Regions from separate parts of the Zea mays genome. Here region 2 is linked to region 1. The links are chromatin contacts, called in public Hi-C maps. All regions are on one chromosome and are shown on one strand. Each heading gives the region's core, a stretch centred on a gene start, on an enhancer-like site or on the middle of the called end of the contact. The rest is flanking DNA. Distances are from core to core; before and after follow the strand shown.

Evidence for each region. Hi-C and Micro-C count contacts between places; a contact is called where the count stands out from the background.
Region 2: a Hi-C map of endosperm shows a contact between it and region 1, with 2.1 times the contacts expected there. The contact joins the promoter of LOC103627575 here to the enhancer-like site in region 1. A contact is called at or near these places in 3 of 25 Hi-C or Micro-C datasets (ear, endosperm and tassel).

What each region holds. Positions count from the first base shown.
Region 1 is chr5:206,134,263-206,141,288 of Zm-B73-REFERENCE-NAM-5.0, forward strand. No RefSeq gene overlaps it. Among protein-coding and RNA genes, the nearest start is that of LOC109939591, 12 kb to the left of the region's middle. Within about 2 kb of position 2,874, at least 17 of the 20 cell types and tissues checked have an H3K27ac peak or open chromatin away from gene starts, as enhancers often do. A contact at or near this core is called in ear, endosperm and tassel, where this site is marked.
Region 2 is chr5:206,235,286-206,242,511 of Zm-B73-REFERENCE-NAM-5.0, forward strand. It overlaps LOC103627575 (probable protein phosphatase 2C 26), which reads left to right and starts at 1,925. Exons shown (of 5, transcript NM_001357211.1): 1 at 1,925-3,413; 2 at 3,592-3,678; 3 at 3,766-3,879; 4 at 3,965-4,229; 5 at 5,639-6,353. The coding sequence starts at 2,118. The coding sequence ends at 5,844.

The sequences.
Region 1 (7,026 bases), core at 1,624-4,123:
GTTGTCAGTGTCACACTGCTGCTGAGCACATAGGAAGAATGCTGACGGTAGAAATTCGTCCATGCATTGTGCAAGTAGCCAACAAGTGCAGCTATAGCGCGCGCATGCGTAGCGTAGTACGTACCATCATATCACATTATACTTCACGTTCACTGCACCCTGTAAAAACAGCCGGAGCGAGCCGGAGATAAGTCAAGAAAGCTGACTTTTCGGCAGCAAATTCTTCGGTCTGGACTCTCTAGCTATGTAGTGGAATGCATCCCGGGAATCTGACAGCAATAGCTAGCTGGTATTAAGTAGGTCTGCCCCCCGTTTTTTCTTTCTTTCCGAGAATCTTTTTCCTGTTTTTTAAAAGATAAAAAGGGTATGCGTTTACGAGCAAAATTCAGATAAATTGCAAAAAAAAAACGTTGTACTGCTAATCTGTCATTTCAAATCGTTCCCAGTGACTAGGTGTCATGAATCATGATTGCCTTTGACAGAGCATACCGTACCAAACATAAAAGGTGCTCGATCGATCGGTGCCGCTGCGGCGTGGGGTTGGACAAACAGTACAGCTAGAGATTTTCAGTATCCTGCGGGAGCATATAAGCTCCACGATTTTCTACAGCTTTTATGTGGCTGAAAGTCATGTAGTTTTTCCTCGCGCACAAAACGTGCCCCTGGACCATGCTATCAACATGATCCTCACCGGCATACGTCCACAGCGTCAACTGTTGCGCCATATAGATGCCCAAGAAAGGTGGGGTCTTGTTAATAGTTGTAGGCCATTCAAATTTGGGAGCTGAGTTGCATTGGGACCATGTCCGAAAGGTCGTCTCATTTCACATCGCGGCGGATACCGGGGCCACTGCCGGCGAGATAAGCTAGCTAGAACAGTTTCGGTTAATGTACAGGACAGCAATGCCCGTTGGGGCATAGCATAGTACCGTATTGTAGGCGTACATTCGGGCCGCCGGCCCGGCCCAAGCCTGAATATGCTCGTATTGTTTGAATTTCGGGTCGGGTCGGTCCGGCCTGGTCTGTTTGAATTTTGGACCTTGCTGGCTCGGCCCGTAATTGTTTAAACGTGCCGGCTTATTTCGGGCGGCCCAAAATTATAAAAGCCCGAAATTCACATTAGGACCCGAAATTTAGTTTTTGGCCCGAAATTTTCATTAGAGCCCGAAATTCAAAACAAATTTAATAAATCAAATAAAAGATAAGACAAATAAATTTGACCAATGCAAACTTAATATTTGTATTAAGTTACTAGAGCTATGCACTACCGGAATTTGGCTCTTTGCCGAGTGTCATATTCTTTGCCGAGTGTTTTATTTCGGGCACTCGGCAAAGAGCTCTTTGCCGAGTGCCACACAAAAAACCCTCGGTAAAAGAAAACACTCGGCGAAGAAGCTCTTTGCCGAGTGTTTTATTTTTGACACTCGGCAATGATTACATCGTTTACAAATTATTTTTTAGAAAGAAAAAGAGTATAATCAGCTCTATTTAAAGTTCGTAAGTTCAGTTCATTATCTCATGTTCATAACAAAAATAAAATTACATCACATACTCTAATTCAAAGCTAAAAAAACATCTAACTAACAATATCTCTACCTTTGTGTTTTTATCAAGTACATGAAAGTGTGAAATGAAGTGTGATTTTAATAAATATATAGGTCTTTTCGTGCCTCTATAGGGGCCATTTCGTGTCTGCCTTAAATGGACCGTGCTCGTGCCCGACCATGGGCCGTGACCTCGACCCAAACCCGACCCGGCACTAAAATATTTCGGGTCGTGCCGTGCATAAACCGTGCTTTTTTTCGTGCTTTGGGCCGGTCCATCAGACCTGGTCCAAACGTACACCTATACACTGTATTGTCAAATGGTAGTAGACGTACTTGATTCTTGCAACAACAAAATAAAAATAAGAACGGCGATGCTATTTAGGTAATACTAACTCTGTCTTAAACACAATGCATTTCTAATTCTTCTCTTAGTTAGGCTATCTAAAGTTTGATCAAATTTATATAAAAGATATCCATATATATGATAGCAAATAGGTATAATATGCTAAGATATATTCAATAAAGATTTTGGCTTATTTTGTATTATAAATATTGATGATTTTCAATTAAATTTAAGATGTTTTGCCTCAGTGCTATGCTCAAACTGCATCCTTTTCTAAATATAGGGGGTACACTGCATCCTTTCCTAGGAGGCCGTCGGATATAATATAGCCGTCGGAACTATGTTGTTTTATTGTTGTGAAATTTGTAGCTTTTGTATGATGATGATGATTATTCCACGTCTTTATACCCAAGCCATACGGAAATGTCTATGCACGCGAACATGTTCGTTTCATATATCATATACTCCATATAACAGAGAAGAGTGTTGCTCTACATATTAATATGGCCTCTGGGTGATTTGCTGCCTAAAGCGGAGTGGTGTCATGAATCATACCACTAGCTTGAATGGTTTGATTTCTAGGAACAGAAAGGAGTTGTTTGGCCCGATTCTCCTGAAAGCACATTTTATTTTACTTTAATCATGAAAGCTTCACAAAACTCAAATTCTAATACGAAAGGAGAATCAAGTTGGCAGCCGTCTCCCACTATGACACTATTTTTTGGGTTAAAAGTATAGCAATATCGTGATTCAAAAAAAAGGGTTACAACGAGACAGATTCTGTCTGATACAAGCTTATCGAGTGAGCCGAACTGCCGCACCGACAATTTAAGGCCCAAAACTCTTTGGACCAAAATCACCTCAACGAAAATGACAACTGATAGCCTTGCTAAATCAGTGTGGTCTACTTTCAAAAGATCATTGTGGTACAGAAAGTCAGACATCCAGCCTAGGCCCATTTTGATCGAGTGAGCCTACGGAGGACCAGTTGCGTGCACACCGGGACGAATCCAGGGCCTAGGCTGCCCTGGCTACAGCCCATGTAGCACCTAAAACCCCTTTATAATTTTGGCCCAATAATATTGTTAAAACAAGAAGTTTAGAAGCCCAAACCCTGTTTTGTGATCTAGCCTAGCAACCAGCATGCAGCCCTTGCCCTTACGAAGCTAGAGCATCGATTTCCACAGTTGTCCACTCCTCTCGTATTTAAATAGTAAAAAACTAAAACTATATATAAATAAAAATGTAAATCGTGGTTGTTGGTCTTAAATATATATTCACATCCATCTAGTCAAAATAGAAGACACATATATTTATGTTTTAAACTATATACTCATAAATAGAAACGGTAACCGTAGTCAAGTACGAATACTTTGCTAGTAGGATATATCCAGTAGAATTCATATCCTACTTTCTATCTTACATCTTATTTTAAACTACCAAGTAGACAATGTAGACTACAATGTAAAATAGTGGTTTACACTACCATATATACAATCTGCTGAGTATGATCTTAGATATGTTTCCTGATAAGGGTTATATGGGTTAATATCAATCATATTTCATAAAAAGACTTATTTTTATATAATAATAACATATTTCTCATAATAAATAACAAGAATAAAGTTCTCCCACGACTGTCTCATGTCTCCCTTTATGCTCGCGCTACTAAGACTATCTCCAATAGAGTGCGGAAAATAGGGGACGCGGAACTGTATGTAACACTGTTTGGTACTATTTGCATAGAGAAGTTTACACGGAACTTCAACACCCTCCTAATGTCTATTATTGACATGAGGGTTCACAATTTGAATCTAGGATATCCAACGACATTGTTACTCAATACATCATCAGTAGTCCTATATTATAACATTGTTATAGGTCGATCTATACCAACTCTTCTTTAAGTTGGCAAATCCTTGGCTTTGTCAAACTATCCTACGCGAAAGCCATCGTTTCCATTCGTTAAATCAAGAAGCACAATATATCGTTATTGGTCCGCTCTAAACTAATGGTTTAGTATATTTATTCAATCTAAATTGAATTCTCGCTGTCAGATACATTTGGTAGATGTATTTCTATGATTACTTGCTTGCTACAGATTGAGCTATGTATTATCCTTACTACTTATTAAGACAGTAATAGTAGTCTGCCGTTCTGCCGTTGGCTAATCTACACCGTCCGTCCATCGTTCATCGCAAACCCCGCCGCTCGATTTGAGGTCCACCGCCCGCTCGACCGTCCCCCTCCCGAGGCTGAATCCGCCAACACTTGTCTATCGCAACCCCCTCCTCTCTCGCTCGACCCTCGTCCAACCGTCGCCGCCCATGCCCAGAGGCGAGTGGACGCCCGCGGCGGTGATGCCACGATCCGCGTTGCCGACGAGGGCGGAAGCGGTGACCTCTGCGACGAGGGCGGAAGCGGTGACCTCTGCGACCTTCGCCCCCGTCCGTCTCCCGTCACAGCCGCGCTTGAGCCGCAACGCCCCCTCCTTTCGAGACTACCGTCGCGTCGCACTTCGCGGGGACCCGGACCTCAACCTCCCGCTCATCGTCTTTGACGCGCCGCCGGCCTGCACGATCGCCCCGCTCCCGCAGGTAAACCCACTGCCATCTCCCGATTCTTTCTTTTTTGTTAGAATCACTGCATTGTTTTTAGGAATCCTGAGTTCTTCTCCTGCGCCCACAGCGGCTAGAGGACGTGGGCGAGGACGAATCGGTCGTGGGTGTCGTGGCTTCCCTACCTCACTGCCATCGCCATGCATCCCGCTCCCTTCACAGCCCCCACTGTGCAGATCAACCCTCCCACTTCTTTCCTAGACCCCGCCGCCATGGCGTCCTCCTAGGCCGATGTCGCGGATGCCGAGCCCGCCCCGCCTCCACAGGTCGCTGCTGCCGCATCCGGACATCGGTGGATTGCGGCAGATGCCATCCTCGACATCCGCCCCAGCGCATTCCTCCCTCAACGCCATCTGCCCGCCCGCACATCCGCCCAGGGGTGGCACCGCAAGACCCTCCCCAAAATCCTCGCCCCCCTCGCTTGATGCATGGTGCCAGATCTGCGACGGCGGCGGCAGACAGTGGATTCCACGCCGCGAGTGACTGTGAGTGGAGCTCCTGCGGACGCTGATCCGCCATCACCGTGGCAAAGAAGGAGCCTGCTTGGCCCTCCGGTGCGCCTGCTCCGCTTGACGCAGGCGACGGTGACCGGTGGATGCCACGTCGCGAGTGACGGTGGGTGCCGCCCCACTCTGCGCTCCCGCGGTTCGAATCCCAGCCGCAGGTCACGCTCCTGCCCCTCCCAGTTAGCGTAAGCGGGCGACGGACGACCATGCCCCCTACTCTTGCTCCCGAGGTACCTACCACTACCAGCTGTGTTGGGGTTCCCCTTCCTGCCTCCTCTGCTTTGCGTGTGTTCGATTCTCAGCTCGTCTGATCCGCCGCTGTACCCCACTCAGTTTCCTTGGTTTATGAGCTCATGGGCACTGATCTGCATCAAATAATTAAGTCATCTCAACCACTATCTATTAATCATTGCCTATATTTTCTTTTCTAGGTAAGTTTCGCAAGGATCCTGTTTTCTAATAGTTATGTCCTTTGCTCTTGTTTCTTTATTGATATAGTATGTTCAATAATCTGCTATCAGTCATCACATTCTGAAAATATAGCCATTTTTACATGAACCGAGGGGTGTTAAGTAATCTCTGTTGCCACACTGAGTCTATTATCAAATCGACACAATTATGTTATGTGCTCTGAAATCGGCAAAATTCAGCCCAATAACTGCATGTATCAGAATGGGGATAAACAAAGGACTCGTTTTTTGTGGACTTATTGAAGTTCAATGGAAATGAAGCTAAAGACAATGTACCCAAAGACATATAGAAGATTCTTAAACGTGTTAGGGTCTGAAGATGAATTGTGATGTTGTTCTAAACACATGGTTGTGTATTCAAGATAGTTATTCCGTGAGATTTCTTTCTAGAGTGAAACTTAAACTACGGAAATAAATATCATCATTTGGTTGTTTTCATATGCATCCCTAAAATGTTGTTGTAGCTCTCAATACTTTGTGGGTTTAAACGTTCTTATTTTCTTCATTTGTGATACATCTAAATTTGATTTTCTTTGTAGGTATGGTGAGAGTGATGGTTATCCTTCTCAGAAAGGGATCACATATGATGCATAGGTCTGTTAGTTCCTTCATGTTTTACTTCACTGATTTCTCCTGTTCCAAATTCTTAAAGATATCCTGTTTACTAGGCTGCACTTGATTACCTAGCTTAGAAGGACATTGACACAAGGATAGTTATCTTGGGAAGATGTGCTGTTGGACAAGTGTGATCTATGTTTTTTATCTGTGCTGCAGTAAGAGTATTCAGAACTCTCATGTGCCATTGGTTTGCTCTATTTGTCTGTGTTATATCTAAATATATAATATTATTCAACTAGATTCCAAAGCCTAAAAGAATAGCTATGATGATTTGGTGGTTTTTTTAGACTGAGATTTTTCAACTGTTGTTGACATGAGTGCCTTAATACCTATCAAAGCTTTCGTGCTTTTGCTATAAACAGATGTTGCAAATATGTTGTTTGATCATGCTATTGGATGTTGCTTCCACCAAATACTCTCTTTGCAAAACACTGCTTTAGCCTAATTAAGGGCTTCAAATATTTGATATTTTGGATTCAACCTAGGTGCTTTGTGAAGCTAACATTGATTATATGAGTTTGAAGCTAAGCCAATTGTTAGATCTCATGTAATTCATGCTTTGAATTTTATCAGTCTTTTTAGGTGCCAGTGTCTTTCATCCTATAATAAAAACAAAAAAGGTGTATTCGTCATGAAAACAGGCTTTAATGAACTCTATAGCTTTCATTCAAATAGATTAGTTCTCTTCCTTTTTGTAGAAGCATATTTTACTAGCAAAAAAATCTGGCATGTTTACCCACACTTATGCTATTTCTCTTGTACTCCTAATCTCTATGGTATTTCTGCAGTCGTAAACTACAATGTGGATGAATGCAGACTATACCACTCTTGTTGATTCTGTTGCCACCTCGGAGCAAACAGGTGGTGAAACCGAGACCACCTTGGAGAAAATAGGTGGTGAAATTGTGGCCACCTTGGAGCAAA
Region 2 (7,226 bases), core at 675-3,174, 100 kb after region 1:
ATATCGTTGTAACACTTTAATTTAGCCACTCCTAACTTTTTTTTTTCAGTTCCGCTTCCGTCCCAGCCTGCTGTGTCGTTAAAACATTACAGTACTTCTTTTGTTTGTCTTGGCACATGTGGAGTCTCTGATTTTTTTCAACCAACTTTTCGATCTCATACACTTGTCTGTTGCTTGCTGAGATTTCACAGCGGGACGGGGGACAAGTAGAGGCCAAAAAACAATGGGAACGCAGTTCGGCACACTGAATTTTGACTTGCCAGGTGCCCTCAGAGATCAGAATCCAATGCTCCCTGACGGCCTGACCCCCTCTCGCTGTCTTTCGCCCCCTCCCCCCTACTACACTCACGTGAAACATCCTGTGGAAGTCTTCTGTTCCTCCGTTTGCCCATGTTTTTGTCCTTTGTTTGTTGTTGGTGCCGTTGCGCTGACAGCTGGGTTTGGAAGAGTGAAATACGTTGTTCAAATTAGTTAGTTGCTCGCATATTACTATGGTTTTATATCATGTATGTAAATCTTACTTAAATAAGTTTTTTATTAAAACACGATTCTATTTTTTAGTTTTAAATTATTAGCATATATATTTACAATATCTATTTTATAGAAGCCAAACTCTTTATATCAAGTGAGTAGGGTTCAAATCCGCTATATCCTATTTTTTGGATATTCTATGTGGGAGGATAAATTTATTCGACCGCTAACGCACGAAGAAACTCACGCTTAAATGTAGTAGAGAGGTATTTATTTAAGCAGAGATATTGAAGGCTGAAATCTGGTAGCGTAGAACCTACTCATTTCGTTCTTAAATTATTTTTTATTAAACCACTATAAAATATCTTGATGACTCCCAATTTCTAGGAATACTTTAAACAAACAGTTTAGCAAAACTAAAATATGTACAATACATTTAAGAGTATGACAAATATATATAAAAAATAAAATTTTTTTAATATAGGTATTTATATATAAAGAACTTGATTTAGAGGACGTGTTGTTGGAGACGAAGAATATAGAGTACACAATATAAATTCTATGATGAGATAGGAGTTAGAAAATAAAGCTGAAAAAGCCTAAGGCCCCGTTCGGCAGGCCAGCGTCCAAACCAGGCCAGGATCGAAAGCAGCCCAGGATCAAGTGATACATGTGTTATCACTAATTCCTGGTCACTAGTCCAGGAACCAATCCAGGAGGTAGCTCACCAGGACTCGTTCCAGACTAAGAATTGAGCGAAAGGAATTCAAATCAGGTGGGTCTGTTTCTGGTCCAGATTAAAACGAACGGCTCTAGTAGACTGGGCCGGATTCTAAGCCGGGTTGATTCATCCCGCCCGGAAAGAGGCCGGGAATAGGCCGTTCCAGCCGAAACGAACGACGCCTAAACCGTATCCTTGTCAAACGCAGGCACACTTTGTAAACCGTGCCTGACATTTTTCTTTGAGACCGACGAGGAGCCCACTAGGGCGCCGGTCATCCAGTTCGAGGTCCCTAGGCTCTAGCTGGCCCGCCAAAGCCATCCAATTTGCCGCGCCACCGCGCGAATTTACTCATATGCCCCTGGGTGGAGTCCCATCTGCCGTAATTAAACCGAGTACGGGTGGCAGACTGGAAGGACAAGCGTTGACTTAATGACTACTCTCCCCTCCGCAGTCCGCACCCTCCACGTCAACACCGCGCCGCCACGTCACTGCTTCCCCTTTCTGCTCTCTACAGCCGTGCAGCGTGAGGAAGGCGGGTGCGGTTGCGCCGCTGCGGACAAAACGACCACACACAAGGCCACAACCACAAGTCCACAACCATACAAGCTCCACCTGGCAGCTGGCACGGCGCTCTTCCGGTCTCCCGGGGCTCGGCTCGTGTCTTGAATTTTTTTGCATGGGAAACATTGAGGAAGACTGATTTTGTCAAACGGACCCCGTGGCCACTGCAACTGCCAACTGCAAGTCATCGCTCACGGCGCACTCGCGCACGGCGCACTCTTCGGCTCCTCCCCTCCTCGGCAGTGCGGCACTGCGGCGTATACTAGTAATAAAAAGGTACTCGGTCTCGGAGTAGCTTGGCGAGTGCTCCACATCGTCTGCTTGGCTGCTTTCCACCGCCGGAGACGGAGTGTCGGATGCCATGGGCAGCGGCGCGTCGCGGCTGCTCACCGCGTGCGCGTGCTCGCGGCCGCCGCCGGCGCCAGCGGACGACGGGCCGTGCCTGGACGACGCGCTCGGCCACTCCTTCTGCTACGCCGCCAGCTCCGCCGCCGCCGCCGCCGCGGGCCATTCGTCATCCTTCCGCCACGCCATCTCCGGCGCCGCGCTCTCCGCCAACTCCTCAGTGCCCGTGCCGATCTACCAATCCTCCGTCGCCGGCGGCATGCCGCCGCAGTACCACTCCGCGTTCCACACTTCCTCGTCGTTCTCCTCCGCGCCGCTGCAGCTATCCAACCTCTCCTCGGGGCCGCTCTTCCTCTCCGGGCCCATCGACCGCGGCGCCCAGCTCTCCGGCCCGCTCGACCAGGCCGTGCCCTTCTCGGGCCCGCTCCCCGCGAAGCCCACCAAGCCCGCTCGCCCCTCGTCGTCGCGAGGGTTCTCGAGGAGGTTCAGGAAACCCTCGTTCGGCAGCCTGCGGCGGAGCATCTCGGAGAAGAACCGACCATGCGTCGTGCCGCTCCGCCGGGAGGACGGCGTTCAGTGGGCGCACGGCCGCGCCGGGGAGGACAGGGTCCACGTGGTTGTCTCCGAGGATCAGCGCTGGCTTTTCGTCGGCATCTATGACGGCTTCAACGGCCCCGAGGCCCCGGACTTCCTGGTCGCTAATCTCTACCGCTTCCTGCTGCGCGAGCTCCGTGGGATCTTCTACAAAGAGGCCGATCCGGAATCCAAGCGACTGTGGCAGTTCCTGGCGGATGGCGAGGACGAGGATAGCGAACTCGACTTCTCGGGCTCCGGCCGGTTCGCGCTATCGCTTGCCAGGCTCAAGGAGCAGAGGCATCCCTTGTGGGCCCATGCGGCCGCCGCTGGCGATGGTCAAAGCGGCAGGGAGTGGGGAGTTAAGAGGTTGACGGCCGCACCGGCGGTGAGGGATCACAGGGCGGTACTGAGCGCACTGGCCCGGGCGCTAGCTACGACGGAGTCGGCGTACCTGGACATGACCAGTCAGTCAATGGGATCCCACCCAGAGCTGGCAGTGACCGGAGCTTGCCTGCTCGTGGTCCTGTTGAGGGATGACGACGTGTATGTAATGAACCTTGGGGATAGCCGTGCCATTGTGGCGCAGCGACGGGACGACGAAGATTGCTTGATTGGGAGCATTCCGGTGGAGGACATTGGTGTGGGCTTGGAGATCGAGACAAGGATCCCTGGGTATTCGGCAATTGGGCTCGAGGCATTGCAGCTGTCGACTGATCATAGCACGAGCGTTGAAGAGGTAACCTTTTTGCAGACATAGCTGAATTGATGCATAGTGCTAAATTGCTAATGCATTTGTGCATCTACTGAGTTTACTGAAAAGATGAGCTTGCATCATATAAAAAAAATATTCAAACACATTTTTTGTTATCCTGGTTGAACATGCCCTCTGGTAGCTTCTGTGAATACATGTGCAGTATGTGGACTGGCCTGTTCAACAGCATGGTTTTACAATCGGCAGACCATTTTTCTTTTGGAGTTATGAATTTATATATCGTGGGATAGTATGAGTGGATGTGAAGCATCATAAGTGTTTTAATCTATGAATTCTTTCTGCATATGAACTCATGTTCTTTTGTGTTGATGTGCAGGAAGTGCAGAGGATCAGACGCGAACATCCAGATGATGATCAGTGTGTTGTTAATGATAGAGTGAAAGGTCGTCTAACAGTTACCCGTGCATTTGGTGCTGGGTATCTCAAACAGGTAAAGAGACTGTAGGTTGATTGTTATGAAAGGTCCATGTAGGGGAAACAAGTAAATTTTAATGAGAAGTCTGTCTGATTTACAGGCAAGGTTCAATGATGGGTTGCTAGAGATGTTTCGCAATGAGTATATAGGTGATACCCCATATATATCATGCACACCTACTCTTTGCCATCATAAGCTCTCCATCAGGGATCAGTTTCTTGTTCTTTCGTCTGATGGCTTATATCAGTACCTAAGCAATGAGGAGGTAGTGCTGCATGTTGAGAATTTTATGGAGCGGTTTCCTGAGGGTGATCCTGCACAGAGTTTAATTGAGGAGCTACTCTCCCGTGCTGCAAAGAAAGCTGGTAAGCTTATTGTGTGGTCTTCTTCTTCCATGCTAAATGCAAATGTGCCCATTTCTTGATTGTTTTCGATGTTGAGTTGTTGACCGTTTCATTATACCCTTGGCACTAAGGTTAACATACTTGTGTGTAATGTGCAAACATTTATGTGCTTGTACATGTTCATGTTGGGGCGTTGGGTGGCTCACTATGCTACTTTCTGAAATAAACAAAAAATCTATTTATATGCATAAAAACCAGCAGTAACCCAACACGGTACACGGCAGGGGTAAGTCAGCTGCCAACACTGGGCATGTGAGACTGTCAGTTCCTAATTTGTGAGAATATTTTGGCCAAAGTTTAATACCCGCACTTGATGGCACATTTTACACTACTAAAATTCTGCTTGAATGCCCTATCTGACAATTTGATACCTTTTATTCTTTTATATTATTCCTTTTATTTTTTTATCATTTGATAGGGGATATTTGTCTAGATTTAGTCTTTGATCAACATGGATAGTGTTCATATGTAGTTTTGGTGGATACAAAGGTTTAGAGCACACTCTACAGGACTAAAATGGCAGCCTGAGGTTCTGTTCCTAGATAAGTTTGTGCTAGTTTTTAACTTTGGATTGGAATTTAATAGTTTACTGATCTACCACATGAAAATCATATTGTATGGGTAGAGTTTCACTTGTCCGTGAATCATTTTGGTGGCATGAAGTATCTGTGCCAAATGACAAGCTTTGCATTGTTTTGGAGGGCCGCAGATAAAGTTTCCAATTCTATTTTTCCCTAGTGTCATATCGTGCAAATTGGTTCAGAGCAATGCTTCATATAAAATTTCAGCACAGAGATGTTCAATTCAAATGACAAACTTAATGAACTTATGTGTTTTGGGTGTAATGAATCTGGGAATGTACAACACCATTAAATACCCCTTCTCCTGAGAGGTCTCGAGGGGTTAATTGAAAAAAATTAGAGGACCGTCTCTTTGCGAAAAGTCTGTCTCTTACTCGTTTTTTCAAGCATAATAGACTCACTCTGTACACTGTACAACCCTAGTTAATATTCATCTTTTGAGCTACCTTAGAGTTAATGCATTCATGTTTTAGAGACACTCTCGTCTAAGCATTGTACATGCCCTAAGCTCCATTTAATCATTTTTGCTCTATGATAGGAAAGTTCTCAATGATAGCTTTTGCTTTTATTAGAACTTCCGTTGCTGTTACAATGTGTATACAGTGCAGTAGACAGCTGCATAGGTGGGATGTCGCATCTAGTGCATGGTTGAAGATTTAACTGTATAGCTATAATGCATGTGGTTGAAAATTTTAGTTGTAAGACACACAACTGTCACAGCTGAAACATCTTTGTACCTTGCTCTACATCATTGTTATCTATTCCTACATCATTGTCGTCCTGCTTCAGTCTCTAGATCAATTAGTGGTTCTTCAAGATTTCTCTTCCATGAGCAATACTCCACTACTAACCTGGAGTCTGCCTTTTCAGGCATGGACTTCTATGAACTATTAGATATACCTCAAGGGGACCGCAGAAAATACCATGATGACGTCACCATTATGGTTATTTCTCTTGAGGGGAGAATATGGAAATCCTCTGGAACATATGTGTGATGTTCAGCTGATATACTGTCCGTGTCAGTATTTATTCCGATGCAATATTCAGCTGAAATGAACTTCAGCCGGTCAGCACTCCCAGGCGATTGCACATATGCTCACCAAGAGGGGAAAAGTCTGGCATGACATACAGCTATGTAGTCCATACACTTGTCGAAGTGGAGTTCTCCAGCTGGGGATCATCGCTGATCCTTCACATCAGCTTTGTCACAGCTCATGCTCATAGGTTAACTCGGGCAGATTAAAGTTGCAGAAAAATGACAGCCTGGTAGGGAGGAATTCCTGGAAAAGCAGAGCCAATTTTGTTCTGTTTGCCACTACAGCTTTGTTTGGTTACATACTCACCACTGACAATTTTTTCCACCTCACACTGAGTTGTCATAGAGTTGGGTGCTTATTTTATCCTTGGAAATAGAAAACTTTTAGGTATATGCAGCTTTTTCTCATTCATGTGAGGATTGAGCCTGTATTATATTGGAAACTAGAACTGATCATGTCAGAAAAATGGATGATTGGCACCTCATTTTGTCCTGACTCCTGAAGGTGGTTCTCCTTCGAGTCTTTGAGCCGTTAGTGGCATCCGTGAAAGAAAATTTTACATTTCGCCTCCACTGGAAAAACAAAGCTAGTGCCTCCTAGCCCTTGGCAAGTTATTTGGTTGGTCCTCAGAAAAGCTAAGAGCTGAAAGATATTTTGGAGGCAATCCATCAGTCGTTGGCGATATTTTTCATGTGCATGGTATATCTGTTTGTCGATCCTGACGATATTTAACTCTCAACATGATGAAGAAATTTCGGTTAGGCAAAGACTGGCTTGAGCATGTAACTTTTGCACTGTATTTGCTTCCATTTTTTCCTTTTGCAATTTAGACCTAATCCTAGTAAGCAAGCACGAAATGACCCCAACTTAGCCGCAGAATAGTAGTTATTACACCCTCAGTCGTAGTATATAAACGAAAAAACGCCCCACCCATTTTCGACCTAGTTTGGATACTCTAGTATTGATCTCAATCTATATGTGTTGAGGTTAGGTCTGGAAACGAACCGAGCCAGGCTCGGCTCGGTGGAATAGCGAACCGAGCCAGGCTCGGCTCGCTCACTTCGCGAGCTCGGTAATAAGGCTCGGCTCGATATAGGCTCGCGAGCCTGTACATTGAGTACTCAAACAACAGTAATTATAGTCATTAGCTCAAATTTGAAGCACAATATGTTCCATATAATAAAAAATTATGTCCCTGCACTCTAGATCCTTGTGAGTTGTGATCAAAACAACACACTGGTCATTGGATCTAGATGACTGGACACTAGTAAACAAACTGACAAGTGATAGCTGCAATAGTTCGGGCCGAGCCTCGAGCCGGCTTGGCTCGTTAGTGTAGC